Linked DNA regions of Mus musculus: all the other regions are linked to region 2. The links are chromatin contacts, called in public promoter capture Hi-C maps. All regions are on one chromosome and are shown on one strand. Each heading gives the region's core, a stretch centred on a gene start, on an enhancer-like site or on the middle of the called end of the contact. The rest is flanking DNA. Distances are from core to core; before and after follow the strand shown.

Region 1 (2,700 bases), core at 190-2,689, 1.6 Mb after region 2:
CACAAAACCAACTTCAGAGTAAGCAGAATGCCAGACAAAAATAGGCTGGGTCCTGCAGTTTAAGTCAATGAGACAAAGGGATGAACACAGACAATACACTACAGAAAACACTAGGATATTTTCTAAAGTATCAAATTAGGCTGCTGACAACCATCCGAAGCACCCCTGGAAGTTCTGGGGGTTGTTTCCAATTCAATGCTTTTAAGCTAACCTCTCTCCAGACACTTGGGCGGCAAATTAGCTTACCTATGGTAAAGCACTTTCTCATAGGAACAAAATAATCATGCAACCTGTCCTAGGAAAGCCTGGGAATGAAATACCGCTGTCTCAAACCCGAAGCATCAGGAAACTTGAAGCAACAGTGAACTCCAATTTGCAGGGGGAGGGAGCACAGCCCTGACAATCCTCTGACTAAGCAGTACGTCTGCTCCACCTGAGAGTTTAAGAAAACTCTGCAAGTTGGTTCGCCCAGGAAGGGTCGGTCTTGCTTCTCTGTGGACTCAACTCAAAAAGACAGATGGATCGAAGAGCATCCTAAAACGGCTTGCCCTTCTCCTCAGTCAACTAAAGTCTTGCCCCGGGGAGACAGAAGACAGACAGACAGAACGACAGACACACACACACACACAACCTCCGGCGCGCTGGCTACAAACACTCCGAAAAGAGCACGAGGCGGAGGGAAGGCACTCGGGTGGGACACGCACACCGGCGTCCGACACCCGGCCCGGGTCCGCTCGCTCGCTTGCAGAACAATGCTCCCGCCGCGCTGCCAACCTCGCAAGTTGCTGCGAGTCTGCGCGGTCCCGGGGCTCGGACCCCGGCAGGGCTGAGGTGGCTGCGGAGTGCGCGAGGGCGGCTGGCCTGGGCTCCGCCGCTCCCGGGGAAAGCGGCGCGAGAAGCCGGGCAGGCAGGGCCGCCGGGCCGTGGGGGCGGGGAAGGCCTGGCCCGGGGCTCCGCAGCCTGCTCGGGCCGCCGCCGGCGGGAGCGCGGTCGGGGCGCGCGAGGGACAATAGCGCGCGGGGAGCGTCGCTCGGGGTCGGCTGAGGCGAGCTGAGAGAGCTGACAGAAGCCGAGGAGACCTGACACGCGCGGCCCGGCTCCGCGACGCTGCGCTCGGCCCGACCGACCGCCGCTCCGTCGCCGCCCGGGGTCGTGTCTCACCTCCCAGCCCCGCCGCCCAGGAGAGGAGCAGAATTAACACTGTCGGCAACACCATCTTCCCCGGCCGCCGCCTCCTCACGGGTTAACCGCGGTGCATCGATCCTGAGGGAGCCGCGACCGGCGCTGGGTCCCGACGAGCCTCCCCGGCAGTGGCACCCGGCGAAGCGCCTCCCTCTCGCTCCACTTCAGGGGCCCAGCCGCGCGCCCTGCTCCGCCAAAACAGGGCCCTCCCTCCCCCTCGGCCTCTTCCTTCCTCCCTTCCCCGCTTCCCTGCCCTCGCTCTTCGCCTGGTCTCAGCCCCTTCCCTGAGCCGCGGCCCTCCGCCTCCTTTCTCGCCACGTGACGCGACGGCACCCAATACACTCGCGAGGCCGCACCCCTGCCTCCCGCCCCGCCCTGCTCCCCCAAGCGCCCCGGGATAATGCGCATGCGTGCCGAGGCGAGCGCCCGGGCCGCTAGGCCCCGCCGCTGCTTCCTGTCCGCTGGCGGAGAGCAGGGATTGGCCTGGGAGGGCGGGGCCGCTGGAGACTCCGCCCACCGCCCCGGGCGGGAGCGCTCTTTTCCCTGTGAAAGTGCTACCTGGTTCTTCCAGCTGTTAAGGACTGTCTCTTGGAATCACACCCTACCCCGAAGCTGTCAAGAAGGGCTTTCGGCTTCTTCGCCTCCAAAAAACTAGAGGTTTTCCTTGCTTCTCTATCTGTTTCTTTTGAAGCTCTGCAGCTGCCAAGTAAACAAAAGCAGTCCCAGCAAACCATGATTTTAGCCGCGATACACAGCTCTGATGGGAACATAAAAGGAAAGATCCAACAGGAAGAAAAAAATACCCAAAGGGGTATCTTCCCGAACCATTAGCAAATGTATGTCACCTACTAGGCCTTAGCCATAATAATAAATAAATAAATAAATAAGCCGGTGGTCCTTAGTCTCCAGCTCAGAAAATGCTCGCTTGTTAGTCTGTTTCCCTCATACCTCCTTCATGCCAACTTCTACAAAACCGGTATTTGACTTCTCATTTACTCGCTTTGATTCTTTATACTCGTATTCAAGAACTACAACTTTAGGAGTAATGGGAGGAGGGATTTGTAAGGGTGGGACTGGGAGGAGAGGAGCGGGGCTGCTCTTCGGATGTAACGCGAATGAATAAATGAAAAAAAAAAAGAACTACAACGTCTTCATCATACTTAACTCTGCTTCGGTTGACTCAAAGAATATGAGTTTATATTATTGATAATAAGAATAAATTGCAAACCTTTTACTTCCGCCCTATATATTTTCTACAACCTACATTGTTAATGTAGATAATGTGGTTTTTAAAGAAAACAGAAATAAAGATGAGAATACTTTTCCCACCCCCATCTCCCATCTCTCATCTAATTATCCCAGGTTATTCTTTGAGTGGTTATGAGGCCAAGGGTAAACATGAACTTCTGATTCCTCCCATCTTCCATGCACCGTCACACCTTACTTAAGGAATATACTTATTTTAATTGTTTTGAAAAATGAATTGTTGTTTTGCTTCACATTACTAAACTCAATACT
Region 2 (2,700 bases), core at 193-2,692:
ACATAAAATACTGAGGTGAGCTGAATGAGGAGTCCTAAAACTTAAGGTTCCGTAATGGCCCCGGTAGCCAAGCGTTCTCATCGTCATTTCTGAGGCTGACCTTCAAAACTGCTCTGCCAACAAAAACGTCTCCGAAAGTAGCCCAAGGTAAACATTGACACCAATGACAGATACAACCACTCAAACTCAAGGATGGCTTTAGTGCAGATGGTGGACCATCAAAAAGCACAAGGTCCTCCAACCCGGTCCCTTCACCCTATCAGTTACATCCAAACAACTTGAGTTGGTACAGTCATCTCTCAAAACAAGATAGCACACAGATGCCAAGGGAAGGGTTTTGTACCTTCAAACTCTTACTTCCATCGTGTGAATTTATGGTTAAGGGCACTAAAAGACGTCCAAGTATTTAGATGATTCAGTCCAAACTTGAAAATAAAGCCAAATGTTTAAGTATGGCGGACTATTTAAAAAAAAAATTTTTTTTCTTCGTGAAGCCAAAAGTCTCCATGCTCGCAGCAGGTTAACGTCCATTTTTTTCCTAGCATATTTCTTTCCTAACGGGTTACAAATGCAGGTTGGTCGTGAAAACACCATCTTCTTGCGCAGGCTAAAACCTCAGCGCGACCACTCGTTTGTGGTTTATTAAGTGAAACCTGCAACGCACAGCTGGAAAATCTGTCAGGCTCGGTTCTCCTCAAAGCCCTCCTCTGGTAGACAATAGCGGGGCTATGGCAGAGTGGGGACATTCCTTTGACAAGAAAGGTGGCTAGATAGGAGCGGTCGTCTAGCACAAGGTAAGGCCTCTGTGGCTGTTATGGCGAACGCCAGTGGGGTTCTGCTCTTGCGTGAAGAGTCGAGTGGGTTGGGTTGTGAGCTCGGGTCTCCGCCACACACACACACACACACACACACACACACACACACACCCGCGGACAAGGTACAAAGGACCGAGGGGAGTCGTCCCCCGAGAGCACAGCCGGGCTGAGAAAGCGATGGGAGGATCTGCGCGGTGGCGAGGCGACGAGGCGAGGCGACGGCTGGGCGGCCCTGTACTGTGGGCCGCCGCGCCGCCGGCCGCCTCGCCTCGTCGCGCCGGGAACCCTCCCGCGCCAGGCCCGGCAAGATGGCGGGCCCGGCCCCATGCGCAGCCGGCCCCTGCCCTGCCCGGCCCGGGCGCTCTCGCCGACGCGCCGCGGCCCGAGACCCCCACCCTGCGCCCCCGGAGTGCGGCGGCGCGGCCGCGCGGGAGGGCCTTCGCGGGCGGGCGGGCGGGCGGCCGCGCGGGGCGGGGGACGCTTACCGTGAGCGGAGCGGCTCGGCCTGACTGGAGCCCTGAGGAGGAGGAGAAAGAGGAGGAGGCGAGGGAGGAGCGCGGGCTGTGTACGCCGAGGCCGCTCCGGCTCCCATCGCGGAGCGGGGCTGCTGGGCGCCGTGAGGGGGGAGGGGGCTGTCGCGAGCCAGGGCGCAGTGCCTCATGGGTAGGCTCCGGGTTGGCCTCGCGCGTCCGCGCTCCCAGTCTTCCCGCCAACGCGGGAGGCGAGCGCGGCCATATGCGCCGTGCTGCGGACCTCGAAGGCCCGGGCCGGCCGGGCCCTAGCAGCCGGCGAGGACACGCGGGGACCGGGCTGAGCTAGGCCGTGGCGCTCATGGCCGCCTCAGGCCTAGAATTTGTAGGCACTCAGCAGTGAGTTCCATCCTTCTCCGTGTGCGAGGGTTAAAGGGCATGGGGAAGGGTGTGAGAGGAAAAGGAGATGAGTTTCCAGGATAGTACCACGTTGTTTTTGGAAAGTACGTTTTTGTTTGGGTATCTTTTTCACTCCTATTGTATGAATAGTAATCCGTAATTGGAGGTGGAAAAAAATGGCCGATGTATTTATAAGAATACTTCATCGTAAGTCGGATCTGTAAGGAAACAGACACCATGTTATGTCCGAAATGTAGATGGACATTTGTGTGTTTGAACGATGTCAGATTTTGTTAAAAAAAAAAAAAAGAAAGGAAGGAAGGAAGAAAGAAAGAGGCAATAAAACGAGGGCTGGAGAGATGTAAAATGAGTAAGAGCCCATGTTGCTTTTCTAGAGTGCCCTAATTTGGTTCGCAGCACCCCATGGTGGCACACAACTACAGTTCAGGGGATCTGATGCCCTCTTCTGGCCTCGGTAGGCACCAGACACTAAAGTGGCACACAGGCATATATACAGACAAAAAAACACAGATACACATAAACTCAAATACTATGAGCTACCTTCTATCAAATAGCCTCAGTGTCTATAGATACCAGGCTCTCGGCGATCAAAGCTTCTTTTATTCCAGTCTTAATTACTAGCTCAATACATTTCATACTTAGAGAATGGGTACAAAAGGTTTAAAGAGACCAGCAGATTTCAGAGGACAAAAGCAGAAAGCTGATACATATATAAAGTGAGTTGCAGATACTAAGGGAAGGGATCTGGGAACCCAATAGGAGGCCAGTGGAGCTAGGGCTGCAGAACAGGACCACAGGGGGCTAGAAGCCAGAGAGGAGCAAGATCCATTAGAAAGACAGAAGGAGGACACTGCAGGTGGGCTAAGCCCAGTATTGTGAATTTAGGATTTGTCTGCCTATCACTTCCTTGAAAGAGACACCAGGTGGTCAGGTGAGAGGTTAGCAATTCAGTCACCATCTCAGTGTTAGGTACCTATATTATTAGTTTTCTAACT
Region 3 (2,700 bases), core at 135-2,634, 1.9 Mb after region 2:
CACCACAGTAACCTGAAGTACAGCCAATGGCTTTGTTAAAGTTAAAGTTCAGTTAGAGAATAGGTCTGAGTTGCCAAATTGGTGCTGAAATCATGAGTTTAAGAGGTCCTCCTGCCATTTCTGAGTTCAAGGCCAGCCTGGTCTACAGAGTGAGTTCCAGGACTGCCAGGGCTATACAAAGAAACCCTGTCTCAGGAAAAAAAAAAATCCTCCTGCCTTAGCCTCCCAAGTAACTGGAATTATTACAAGCATGTGCTAATAGTACAAACTGCAGAGCACATTTTCTTCCCCAATCCAAACCAAAGCTTCCCAAGAAAGAGAAAGCTATGCGTAACCTCTGTGATTGTAAGGATGATGGACCAAGAGTCAGCAGCCACAGAACTTTCATTTCCTTTAGCAGGTACTTGAGAGAACTTAATGGGATATAAATAGTTATTTCTGCTCCTTTGGTTTCCAATATCCATGTGTAATTTAGGTCGAGGGGTAGTACTGCCACCTTGTCTTTTCAGGTGGGAGTGTTGGACAACACTGGTTCTTCCTTTAGACTCAGATTGGAAATGTCAGATTTGGGCGAAGGGGGAGGGAGCATTTATTATTTCCCAATAGAAGGGACTTGAACAAGACTGATGGGGTAGCCTGATCTCAAGTCGTTCTGCTGGCACTGCACCATTTTCTGTGTTGTTACCTAGTCTTTTCCCCAGGGTAATATTCTGGTTTTGTTTTTTGTTTTTGTTTTTGTTTTCTGTCTTGTCTCTCACTGTTCACAACTTGGGATACTCATTATTTTTCTTTTGAAATCTTGTGCACATCACACCGTCATTTGACAAATAGTTTCTGAGTTCTACTGTATTGTGCTGGAAGTCACACAAATCACGTCTAGTTTGAATTATGACTCTGCTGGGGATCTGTTTTAGGAAGACCACATACAGTACACATCCGAGTCACAATCATCTTGTAGCCCTGAACGACCTGGAGACGATGGCTTCATTTGCCAGACCATTCCAATCCAAATTCCCAGGTAGACGTTTCCGGAAGAGGAAGTAAGGTCAGAAGTAGCATTTCCAGGAAGTTCTCTGGAACCCACTTCTACCTAACCCAGAACAAACTTTTAAAGACATATGTCCTTAGGTGATGGCTCCCCACTCCTACCCCTAAAATTAAGACAATCTTTTCCAGTAGGAGGAAAAATTATTTTATTTAATATCAGGGACTAGAATTTGAAAATAAGACTGTAGACAAGGAAACAACAAAGCCTGGTGGCCTCGCTGGTTGCTATGACAAGCAAATACAAGCCAGCCAATCAACGTGCAGAAAGGCCTTCCAGTCTAGCCAATGGGTTGCGCGCGCCCTGCGTGCGTCTACCCAATAGTGCGTCAGCGGCGCGGTATTTGAATCGCGGACCGGGCGGTGGACGCGGAGCGGCGGGGCCCTGACCCTCCCAACGGTGTCGCAGACCGGAGTGGCTGTGCCTCGTCCGCACTTGCCAGGGCGGCCCTCATGGCGCTGCTCCGACGCCCGACGGTGAGTGCGCCGGGGCTACGGTGCCCTGTCCTGCCGGGTAGCCCGGGAGGCTGCCGGAGAGGCCCTGGCAGAGCTAAAGCGGTCCAGAGGCCCGGCCTGGGGTCTTCATTCCTGTTACCACTCAGGGCTGTGCTGCGCTGGGGATGAGGACCGGGAGGAACCGGGAAGCCGCCCAGTGCCATTTCTCTACTTTTCACATTTTTCAGTTTGCTTCGTGTGAGCTTCCCATTCGCGTCTTCATACTGCCTTCCTGGCCAAGGTCATTAAAGTGTGGTTTTGTCCTCTTAAAAAAAAAAAAAAACAGAAATAACAAAATGAAAACAAATACCCACCTAAGTGCTGGGCGGTGGTGGTGCACGCCTTTAATCCCAGCACTTGGGAGGCAGAGGCAGGCGGATTTCTGAGTTCGAGGCCAGCCTGGTCTACAGAGTGAGTTCCAGGACAGCCAGGGCTATTCAAAGAAACCCTGTCTCGAAAAAAGCAAAAAACAAAAAACAAAAACACCCAAGTGTAAGAGGAAACGTACAAAACTTGGATCCTAGGATGGCAGACAGTTGGGCAAAAGGCCAAATTCCTTTAATTACCTTTTTGAGAATGAAAGTATTACTGACTTTTAGGCTTTAATTGTACTAGGGTCGGTCTACTTTAGTTGAAAACAAGAGGGCCCCCGACACAGCTGCTGCCATTGTCCTGGCTAGTTAAAAGCCTCCAATTCCTCTTCCCAGTGAATTCAGGGGTACCCCTCATTACCAGGCTTTAACTCATAAGAAATTGAACTTTCAAACTCATTTTGAATTTAGCCGTGGGAAGCTAGCAGTAAAGACCGAACAGCTTAGATTTGGGGATCAGAATCCTAAACAATGAGGAACATACAGTCAGGGTTCATGTCTTGTAGCTCTAACTGCCACTAACAAGTTAATTTTTGTCTAATTTGTTCTTTCAAATTATTTAACAGTTAAAGTCTTGTGTAGGGATGGGGTACAGTTTATCTGGTCTATCCTACACAGGTCATCTTAAAAAAAAACAAAAAAACCCCAACCTTTGGAGAGGTTTTTTTGTTTGTTTTGTAGGATTAGTTCCCCCCCTCCCCCAACACTCAGAAAGTTAAATATTTTTTTCTCATGGAATACTTGTTATTGTACCACACTGTAAACTTTGGGGTATGAATAGCAAGCCTTG

The links. Promoter capture Hi-C pulls out the DNA fragments that hold promoters and counts their contacts. Capture Hi-C pulls out chosen DNA fragments and counts their contacts.
Region 1: a contact with region 2 is called in a promoter capture Hi-C map of liver, with 4 times the contacts expected there. The contact joins the promoter of Adam10 here to the promoter of Zfp280d in region 2. A contact is called at or near these places in 1 of 39 promoter capture datasets (hippocampal neurons) and 2 of 9 other capture datasets (adipose tissue and liver).
Region 3: a promoter capture Hi-C map of erythroid cells shows a contact between it and region 2, with 16 times the contacts expected there. The contact joins the promoter of Ccnb2 here to the promoter of Zfp280d in region 2. A contact is called at or near these places in 2 of 39 promoter capture datasets (erythroid cells and pre-B cells).

Annotation. Positions count from the first base shown.
Region 1 is chr9:70,677,721-70,680,420 of GRCm38.p6, reverse strand. It overlaps Adam10 (a disintegrin and metallopeptidase domain 10), which reads right to left and starts at 1,439. Exons shown (of 16, transcript NM_007399.4): 1 at 1,162-1,439. The coding sequence starts at 1,216.
Region 2 is chr9:72,273,630-72,276,329 of GRCm38.p6, reverse strand. It overlaps Zfp280d (zinc finger protein 280D), which reads right to left and starts at 1,442. Exons shown (of 22, transcript NM_146224.5): 1 at 1,301-1,442.
Region 3 is chr9:70,420,238-70,422,937 of GRCm38.p6, reverse strand. Ccnb2 (cyclin B2) reads left to right here and starts at 1,384. Exons shown (of 9, transcript NM_007630.2): 1 at 1,384-1,521. The coding sequence starts at 1,498.